Regions from separate parts of the Sus scrofa genome. Here region 2 is linked to region 1. Evidence: chromatin contacts called from public promoter capture Hi-C data. All regions are on one chromosome and are shown on one strand. Each heading gives the region's core, a stretch centred on a gene start, on an enhancer-like site or on the middle of the called end of the contact. The rest is flanking DNA. Distances are from core to core; before and after follow the strand shown. Region 1 holds the start of PHF1 (PHD finger protein 1). Region 2 holds the start of C7H6orf125.

Region 1 (4,527 bases), core at 719-3,218:
ACCACTGAGCCACTACAGGAACTCCCTCTTTTTTTTGCTTTGCTTTTTTAGGGCCATATCTGCGGCATATGGAGGTTCCCAGGCTAGGGGTCCAATTGGAGCTACTGCCGGCCTACACTACAGCCTCAGCAACATCAGACCTGAGCTGCATCTACCACCTACACCACAGCTCACAGCAACGCCAAATCTTTAACCCACTGAGCAAGGCTGGGGATTGAACCTGCAACCTCATCGTTTCTAGTCAGATTCTTTTCCACTGTGCTACAATGGGAATGCCAGTTCTAAAGTATCTTTTATTTGGGAATTCCCATCGCGGCTCAGTGGTTAACGAATCCAACTAGGAACTATGAGGTTGCGGGTTTGATCCTTGGCCTTGCTCAGTGGGTTAAGGATCCGGCATTGCCGTGAGCTGTGGTGTAGGTTGCAGATGCGGCTCGGATCCCTAGTGGCTGTGGCTGTGGTGTAGGCTGGTGGCTGTAGCTCTGATTCGACCCCTAGCCTGGGAACATCCACATGCTGCCAGAGCAGCCCTAGAAAAGACCAAAAAAAAAAAGTACCTTTTATTTAATCTGTAATAATCTCACCCACTTTTACAGCTTTAATTTGTTTAAAAAAGAGGGTCATTTGTCCTCTGGAAAATGTCCTATTCTGGATTTTGGCTGGTTGCCTCATTTTCTCCATAATTATTTTTTCTGGTAGTTAAATTTAGAGGCTTAATTTGAATCAGGTTCAAATTTCTTGGCAAGAAAACTTAGATGGTGTTTTACACTTTCTATTGCATCACATCAGAAGACACCTAATAACTAATTGTTCCACTTTTAATGATATAAAAATTGGTCACTGGATTTGGGTATTGTGAGCTTGATTTATCCATTTTAAAACTCCCTATCTACTTTTTCCCCTAATGATTTTTTTTTAATGGGCACACCCACTACGTATAGAAGTTTCCCAGCCAGGGACTGAATCTGAGCTGTAGCTGCAGGTCCTTTAACCCACTGCTCTGGGCTGAGAAACCTGCACCTCTGCAGTGACTAGAGATGCCACACTCTGATTCTTAACCCACTGGCTGCAGTGGGAACTCCTCCCTGGGAGGTGATTTGGGGAAAACTGTTTGTAGTTACTGTGAACTTTTTTTTTTCTGTTTGTCTAAACCCCTGCCCACAGGTGAACCAATGTGTCATTGGTACTGCCCAAGCCAACAAGAAATGAAGACGGATCTAGAGTGTGTGTGTGTGTGTGTGTGTGTGTGTGTGTGTGTGACACACACGGGGAAGGGAGGTGGGTGCGGGTGCTTTCTTGGTGGGGGGTGCTGTGATATCTGGGCCTATCAAATAAAGAAGAGGTTTTTTCGCTGTTTTTAAATAAAGGTTTTATTAGCGGTTGCCCAATCAGGGAGATACTTTTCATATCTGTAAAGATGGGAACTGTGGCTCTTCTGTTCTACCCAACAGGCCATGCCCATGCCTTCAGCTCCCATACCCTGTCTCGTGGTCCCCACCTGGGAGGTGTGCCCACCAGGTGGCCAGCCTCCCCTGTGCCACGGCCCCCGCCTGGCAAGAGCACCCCTGGTACTTGTGGGAGGTGGGCGGGGCCGGCGCGCCCTCCCACAAACTGCTGGCTCTCTCCCGCTCTTTCCCTGCCTTCGCGTTCGAACCGCCAGGCCTGCCCCGTCCGCTGCCCATTGGCTGGCTGCTGGTCCGAGCACCCGCCTTGGGAGCGCGGGGCGGGACGCAAGCCCGGACTCTCTCGCGCCAACTGCCTGGGCCACCGCCCGGTGAGGGGGGGGCTCGGTCCTCCCAGGTGCCGCGCGCGGGAGGAGCCACGCGTGCGCAGAAGCGCGACTGCGGGCGGGGCGGGGGGGGCGGGACACAACCCAGCCACGGGGAGGGCGGGGCCGGGGCGGAGGCGGGAGGAGGGCGTGGCGGGGCAATGGGAAGGGTGAATGGAGGGCGGGGTCGTGAACTGAGCCGGGGGGCGGGACTTGGAGTGACCATGAAGGCTGGAGGGGCAGTTAACGGATGTGGCACAGTGCGGGGGCCAGGCCGGAGGCCGGCGGTGGGGAAAGGGGATTCCCTCCTGCCCCGAGGGCAGGTCTCCCTTTGGAGGAAGGGGCTACGGGGATTCCCTCTCACGGCCGGTCCGACTGTCCGCCTGCCCCAGCCGCGGAGAGGCCGCCGCTTGCTTGGCGCCCTCCAGGCCTGCTGGAGGTGAGGGAGGTGGGGTGAGGTGGTGCCCGCCCCCCCACTCCGGCTCCTCCTTCCCCCCAGTCCTTCCCTCCCACCACCCTCCCCCCGAGCCGGTTTGTCCCTCCCCTCCCCTCCTCTCCCCTCCTTCCCCCCGCCGCCTCCTCCTGCCGCTGCCGCTGCTTTGGCTGCTGCGTCATACGCCCCAGAGCTGCCGGGACGGAGGGGCTGGGCCTGGGGACCCCCGGGTCGCTGCCTGCACGCCCCCCGACGCCCAGACGTGCCCTCCCGGCGCGAGGGGTTCGCCTGGGTATCCCACGTCTGCCTCTGCCCGGCTCCCGGCGGCCCCAGCTGTCACTGGTAAGGAGGTGGCGGGAGGCGCCCGTGGGGGGGGGGCAGGGAGCCGGGGGTCGGCGCGCAGGGCGCGGGCGGGAGAGCCGCGCCGCCCTTGCATCGGGTCGGGCTGGGCCGTCTCAAGTCCCCTCTCTCGGACTCGCGGTCCTGGGGAGTAGAGACCGGGACTGGGACACGCCCCCCTCCCGGGGCACTCAAGGAAGTTATCTAACCCAGGGGCCGGGAGCCCCGAATTTGAGGGTGACCTGACATAACCTGGTACCAGGATGATTGTTCTGAATGAGACACGCGGGTCGGGGAGGCAGCCGTTCTCACTCTGGAAAACATCTCCAGAAAAGCTCCCAAAACACATCTCTGGAAAACAGCACCCCAATTATGACACCCCTAAAGAGCAGTAGAAGGTGACAGTAAAAACAGAGTGGTAACCTTTGCTTCTGCAACCATCACTTTTGCTAAAATCTCAAGGCCAGGATATAACATCCCAAGGGAGCCGGAAACTAGAGAACTAGGTTGGGGAGGGGGTGCATGGTAGGGAGAAGAGAGCCAGGGGTGGCTCCGGTGAGGCTGAGGAAGGGCCTGGAGGTTCCCTTGCACCCTCTCAGGGATATGGAGACTGGGACACACCTGCTTGAGTCCTTGACAGAGAAATACACAAGGAAAATGGGGACCAGTTCCTCAGCATTCAAAACTTTCTCCTCCCATCCCGCTTCTGGCTAGGCCCCCCCAGGATGCAATGGCACAGCCCCCCCGGCTGAGCCGCTCTGCTGCCCCCCCACTTTGGGACCCAGCTTCCTCTGCTTCCACCTCAGGCCCCAGGCCTCGACTTTGGGAGGGTCAAGATGTGCTGGCCAGGTGGACAGATGGGCTGCTATACTTGGGGACCATCAAAAAGGTATGACCTTTGACTTCTGACCTGTCACCTTTTCCCCATTCCTCCTATCTAGTTCTGATTCCCATTTGATCTTCTGGGCTCACCCATTGCAGGTGGACAGTGCTCGGGAGGTGTGTCTGGTCCAGTTTGAGGATGATTCCCAGTTTCTGGTTCTATGGAAAGACATTAGCCCTGGTGAGAGGCCTGCATCCCATGGATAACAGATACCTGGCATGGGGGTTGGACAGGCCCCCTGAACGTTGTGTTCCTCCCCAACAGCTGCCCTCCCTGGGGAGGAACTCCTCTGCTGTGTATGTCGCTCTGAGACTGTGGTCCCTGGAAATCGGCTGGTCAGCTGTGAAAAGTGTCGCCATGGTGAGAGGGCAGGACACCTGAAGGACCCAGCTTGCCCTGGGTCTTCCAGGCTGCCTCTCCCCCCTTCCCTCCAGCAGTGGTTCTTATGTCACCTGCCCTGGCCGGTCTCCTCAACCCTGTAACCTCACTCCCTCCCTGTACAGGGAGAGGCACCCATGGGTGGAGATGTGTGAGCTTTGCAGGCAGAGGGTACTTCAGGTACACCTTTTTCTAAGCACATGACCTTGGGCCAGTTCCTAAACCTCTAAGAGCCACAGTTCCCTCCCCTGCTTTTTTTTTTTGGTCACTTTGGAGAAAGAATTCAGCAGAGATTGAGGACAAGTGAGGCTATTAAGTGTTTATTTAGAGAGCGAAGATAGGTGCAGAGAAAATATAGGTACAGGCAGGCTGGGCAGGGGAGGGGGTGGGAAGGGAGAGAGAAAAAGAGAAAGAGCAAGAGAGGAAGAGCCTTCCCTGCTTATAAAGTAAAGGTCATACACCCACCCTGCAGGACCATGATCAAGAAGGAAATGAGAATTTCCAGCTGTGGCTCAGTGGGTTAAGGACCCAGTGCTGTTTCTGTGAGGATGCAGGTTCAATCCCTGGCCTCAGTGGGTTAAGGATCCCATGTTGCCATGAACTGCAGCATAGGTCACAGATGTGGCTTGGATCTGGTGGCGGTGGTTGTGGTGTAGGCCGGCAGCTGCAGCTTTGATTTGACCTCTAGCCTGGGAACTTCCATGTGCTGCAAGTGCAGCTGTTAAC
Region 2 (4,840 bases), core at 2,265-4,764, 220 kb after region 1:
GTGCCCCATGCCAGGTAAGTTGGTTCAGCCAGGGACCTCTCAAGAAGCTGCCTGTGCGCCTAACGATCTCATTACAAGGGCTTGCTCCTTCCTCAATACTTAAGCCAACAATTACAGTTGTTTAGCCTTCCCCCACGTTGTGATCCTTTCATTAAGCTCTCAGTGCTGCAGGGAAGACATGTTCCCAAAAGGAAGCTGAACTGAAAGGGCGAACTTCCCAACCTGCACAGCAGGCTAGAGGAGAAGGGGATGTCAAGAGTGTTCCTGCCTCCCACCCCTGCCTCCTGGTGGGCTGGGGGGGCACCTGTGAGGGAGTTGGTGCCAGCAGTCCTTGCTCCACTCCGGCACAGGTCTCAAAGATTCACCTGCTTGCTAGTGTTCTGGCTTTTCTGGCCGGTATCCTACCGAGGCCGGTCTTCTTCCCGTCTGCACTGGGAGCAGTGCCTGGGCTACAGAGAAGCAGGTGGGTACTCACAGGGATTCTTTGCCAAAACTGACCCTGGTCCAGAAAGGTTGGAGCAGGAAATGAGGGGAAGGGAGTGGCTTGAAGTTCATGGACAAGAGGCCTTCCTAACAAGAAGTAAGTCAATCAGGCAGGAAGGAGGCAGTGCCAGGCCAGGCAGCTGGGTCTGTGTCTCGCCAGCCTTGCCACCTAACTCCCAGGGAACCCACGTACATTGTTTCACTTTTCTCATTTTGTTTCTTGGTCTGTAAGATGGGAACTGTGAGATGACCTCACTCAGCTGGACTGAGGACTGAACTAAATGAGACCAGGCAAGCATGCTGTGTGGTGCACGTTCAGTGCTACTGTGGCAGGAAGCCCAAGGCCGAAGACTGCCTGCCTCTCTCTCCTGGAACGAGGTGCGGGGCAGAGCTGCCCCCTCCAGGCCTGTCTTCCTGACAAGTGGCACAACCATGGGAGCTGCACACCCATCAGCCGACCAGGTCTACTGCCTGCTGGTGGCTGCCAGCCTAGCAAAGAACCTACCAGAGCGACCTTTCTCTCTCAGTCCGGGGGTGTGAGGGGAAGTAATTGACAGGACTGCCCTCAATTCCAGCAAGGGACTATTCCTCCTAAAGATCACCACAAGCATTCACTGAGGCCAGGCACCTTCTCAGGTGATATCAGGATGAGGTACCAGGAGGTCCTGAGTCATGTGTCTGCTGCCATCATGACGCCCTGGCTCACTCCACCAGGGCACATTCATCAGCCACTGTGGAACCATCACTGAGCGGTGACTTGCACCTGCAGCCATGACTCAAATCTGTGTGGGCCTCTGACTCATCGGAGCCATTTCCCCAGGTGATGACAAAGGATGGCAACTCCAAAGAGAACACTCTGCCCTCCTTTCCTGGCCCCTCGCCCCTCTCTCACTAACAGTCTAGTTGGGGAAGGTCACACCCTCACTGCTTCTCTGCTGCCTGGTCCCCCGCCCTCCAAATTCCCTCAGAGTAAGTCCCGTGAGCTCCCTGGTGATCAGGACCAGGTTCTGCCCCTCATCTGCAGTTCCCGCAGTTCCCCAGTGAGTAAGCCTGCAAATTCATTCTCACCACTCAGGACACAGAAATATCCCCTTCTCACTCTTTGCAACTTCTCTCCATCTAGTTCTGCTACACCTGCAACTATATTCAAATGATTTTTGTCTCATGAGCCACCACCAATCATTTATGTAACCATCCATTCATTTACTGAGTGTCTTTTATGTGTGAGGAACTATGTGAGACACTATGGGGAGAAAGATAAAAATGGAACAACCTCTATTTTCAGGAAGCTCGCACCAGAAATACATAGGGAGCACAGCCCTAGAAGGCTTATGGGATTCACAGGATTGGGACTAGCTATGATTCTTGCCTGCAAAATCTTTATCCTTTGGGCCAGTGAAGAGCACTGTAAGAAGTGTGAGGCCTCAGTGTGGTGTCACACACCCCCACACCCTCCCCAGCCCTAGTCAGACACTCCATCCATCCCAACACCCACCCAGTGCTTGTCCCCATGATGCCACTGGGCATGTTCTTGCTCTACTAGGTGGGCTGGCTTGGCTCCGTGTAGCTAAGTTGCAAAAGACCATGTTCCTACTTTGACAGCTGTGGCCAAATTTTGCAAAAGTCACTTCCTCAGACTGTGTATGTGTGTATATGCTATCTCATAGGCCTGACCTCTCACCCGAGCCCCAGGCTCAAATATCCTACTGTCTACTTGACATTTCCACTCAGAGGTAACAGCACTCTGCATCTCAAGTTCAACACGTCTAACACCAAACACAAGATGTTCTTCCCACATCCCACCTGTTCCTCATCTAGTCTTTCTCATCTCAGTTAATGGCACCACCTTCCACCCAGATGCTCAGGCCAAAACAATCTAGGTGTGACCCTTGGTTCACCTTTCCTTCTATCCTGCATCCAATGTATCAGGGAAACCTGTGGCCGCAACCTTCCACGGCAACCTCAATCCAGCCACTTCCCTCTCCTGGGCTGCCTTCTGCATCCACACCACCATTTCTTGCCTGGGCTGCCAGAGTAACCTCTTCTCCAGCTGACTGCTTCTATTCTTGCCCCCCTATAATCCATTCACTACTACAACCAGAGTGATCTTTAAAAAAAGTAAATTAGGTCACATCGGCCCCGACTAAACCTTCCCAGCTCAATGGTCTTATGATAAAATCCACCTTCTAATCAGAGCCTGTCTTTAAGACCCTATCATGGAGTCTTAGGGTCTTTTACGAGGCAACTGAATATGACTAGCACCCATGAGGACGAAGGTTTGCTCCCTGGCCTCACTCAGTAGGTTAAGGATCCGGCGTTGCCATGAGCTGTGGTGGAGGTGGCAGACGCGGCTCGGACCTGGCGTTGCTGTGGCTGTGGTGTTGGCCAGCAGCTGTAGCTCTGATTCGACCCTTAGTCTGGGAACCTCCATATGCCACAGGTGCGGCCCTCAAAACACAAAAGCCGAAAAAAAAAAAACCACAAAAACGCAGGTCTACTCAAACGCAGGGGCCTGGGGTGAGGACAGGGCTTTGGCTATCGGTCACCACACAGCACTGTGAGGTACGGTAGTGTCAGGGGAGGAACAGACTGCCACAGGTACTGCGCCTAGAATCATGGAGAGCTTTTAAAAATACTGAGGCCAAGGCCTGCCCCACACTCTGATTCGAGTAGGTCGAACGACCCAGGTCTCCAGATTTTTAAAAGCGTCCTAGAACTCCGAGGGGTACGTTGTTAAGAGCACGGAGCCGTCCACGCGCACGTGTGGCCGAGGGAACGGCGCGCGCATGCGCCGGGCCCGCCACCGGCCCGCCCTGCCTTGTCCTGCCCCCCTACCCCCCACGCCTTCCCGCCGCAGGCGGTCCCCACACTGTGTCACCTGGGTGTTCTCTCCCTCCCGAAAGGCCTGCGCTACCCGCTGCCGCAGATAAGCGCCCAAGTCCCGGCCCCGTTTGGTCTCGTCCAGCGGCCATTCCTCACAGAGCCTGAGAAAACGCCGGTAGCGGCTGGCCGCCATCTTGGGCCCCGCGTGTCCCCGCCCCCGAGGGAGGAGTTGGCGCAGACGGAAGGCGTTTGCGCACTAAGGACCTCTGGCTTTCCGAGGAGCTGGCGCGGGAGGGAGGAGGGAAGAGGGAGGAGGGAGGGAGCATGCGCTCCTTCACCGCGCTCGCCGCATTCCGGGTGGGGGCGCTGCTCGCTTGCCCTGCGAGCCGAGCTAATTCAGTTCTTGTCCTTCTGGAACCAGCCGGTCTTCCAGGGGCAAGTCAGGCGTGGAGTACCCCCAGGGACGGCTTTGCTTCTCTTTTTCAATGAATGCACAAGCTCCAGACTAAAAATCCTCCTCTGAGACCTCTGCTGATTTGCATAAACGGATACATTTGCATGTAAATACAGGTTGTTATTCGATGAAGATATGTTTGAACTTAATATCCTAGCACACGTGGTTTGCAGCATCCCCCCCCCCGCCGCCGCCCGCGCCCCTTTCCCGAAGCCCCGGTACCTATCAGTACCACGATTGGTGCTCTGCCACAATTCCTTCTTTAGTGCTCCTCGCTCCTGTCCCTGTGTCCCCAGCCCCTGTTAGTATCACTTCTGAGCTCCCCCTCCCCAAGCCGTCCACTTGTCTGTTTGAGTTGATGCAGCCTGGAAAAAAACTTGTTTTACCAAGCTTGCTCTTATACAGTTCCAGCTGCATCCTGATTTTTCTTTTCTTAAACAAACAAACCCCAAAAACTCTACCTTCCGGATTTTCCTTGAGGAAAGCCTCATCCTCCTTTTGCGTCTTTACTGTCCTGTCTTTAGACAGGACCATCCCATGCACACAGCGCTTGGCTTCCCCCAGATCTCTTCCTTCTCTCCACCCGTCTACTTTGTATGTTTCCAGGAGACTCCTGCCCTGAGTCAGGGAGTGAATTCAGAACCAAATACAATGTTAGAAGTGACAAGGGCTTTAATGGAAGTGTTAAAGAATACTAGGCGTTTGGAGAAAGAAATAGTCCTTCTAGCTGTTGAGATTGGGGGAATGGGGAAGATCAGGGATTGCTTCTGAAGGAGATGGCATTTGTGCTGGGCCTTGAGGATGGTTAAGCTTTGAAAGTGGGCTTGGGAGAGGGACTTTGAGCAGCAAGAGCCAGGCTTGGGGCACGACTGGGAGAGAGAGGAAGTGGGGGGACAGAGATCAGTGGGTGGTTTTAGCAGGGAATAGCTCTGAACTGTCTGAAGTCCTTAAGGGTAAAGACCTATGAATGGGAACACCTGGGGACACAGGGATGTGTGATGCCTGCTTGAGGGGAGTTGGGGGGTTGGAAAATGAGGCACTCAAGACCCCCTCCCACGGCATTCTCCACCCACCAGTACC

The links. Promoter capture Hi-C pulls out the DNA fragments that hold promoters and counts their contacts.
Region 2: a contact with region 1 is called in a promoter capture Hi-C map of fetal liver, with 3 times the contacts expected there. The contact joins the promoter of C7H6orf125 here to the promoter of PHF1 in region 1. A contact is called at or near these places in 2 of 5 promoter capture datasets (fetal liver and liver) and 1 of 2 datasets of contacts at active chromatin or transcription factors (alveolar macrophages).

Annotation. Positions count from the first base shown.
Region 1 is chr7:29,712,329-29,716,855 of Sscrofa11.1, forward strand. PHF1 (PHD finger protein 1) reads left to right here and starts at 1,969. Exons shown (of 15, transcript XM_001927881.6): 1 at 1,969-2,543; 2 at 3,255-3,429; 3 at 3,522-3,603; 4 at 3,688-3,783. The coding sequence starts at 3,271. KIFC1 (kinesin-like protein KIFC1) reads left to right here. Exons shown (of 11, transcript XM_021098599.1): 11 at 1,165-1,388. The coding sequence ends at 1,209.
Region 2 is chr7:29,926,288-29,931,127 of Sscrofa11.1, forward strand. It overlaps C7H6orf125, which reads right to left and starts at 3,515. Exons shown (of 4, transcript NM_001243451.1): 1 at 3,362-3,515. The coding sequence starts at 3,499.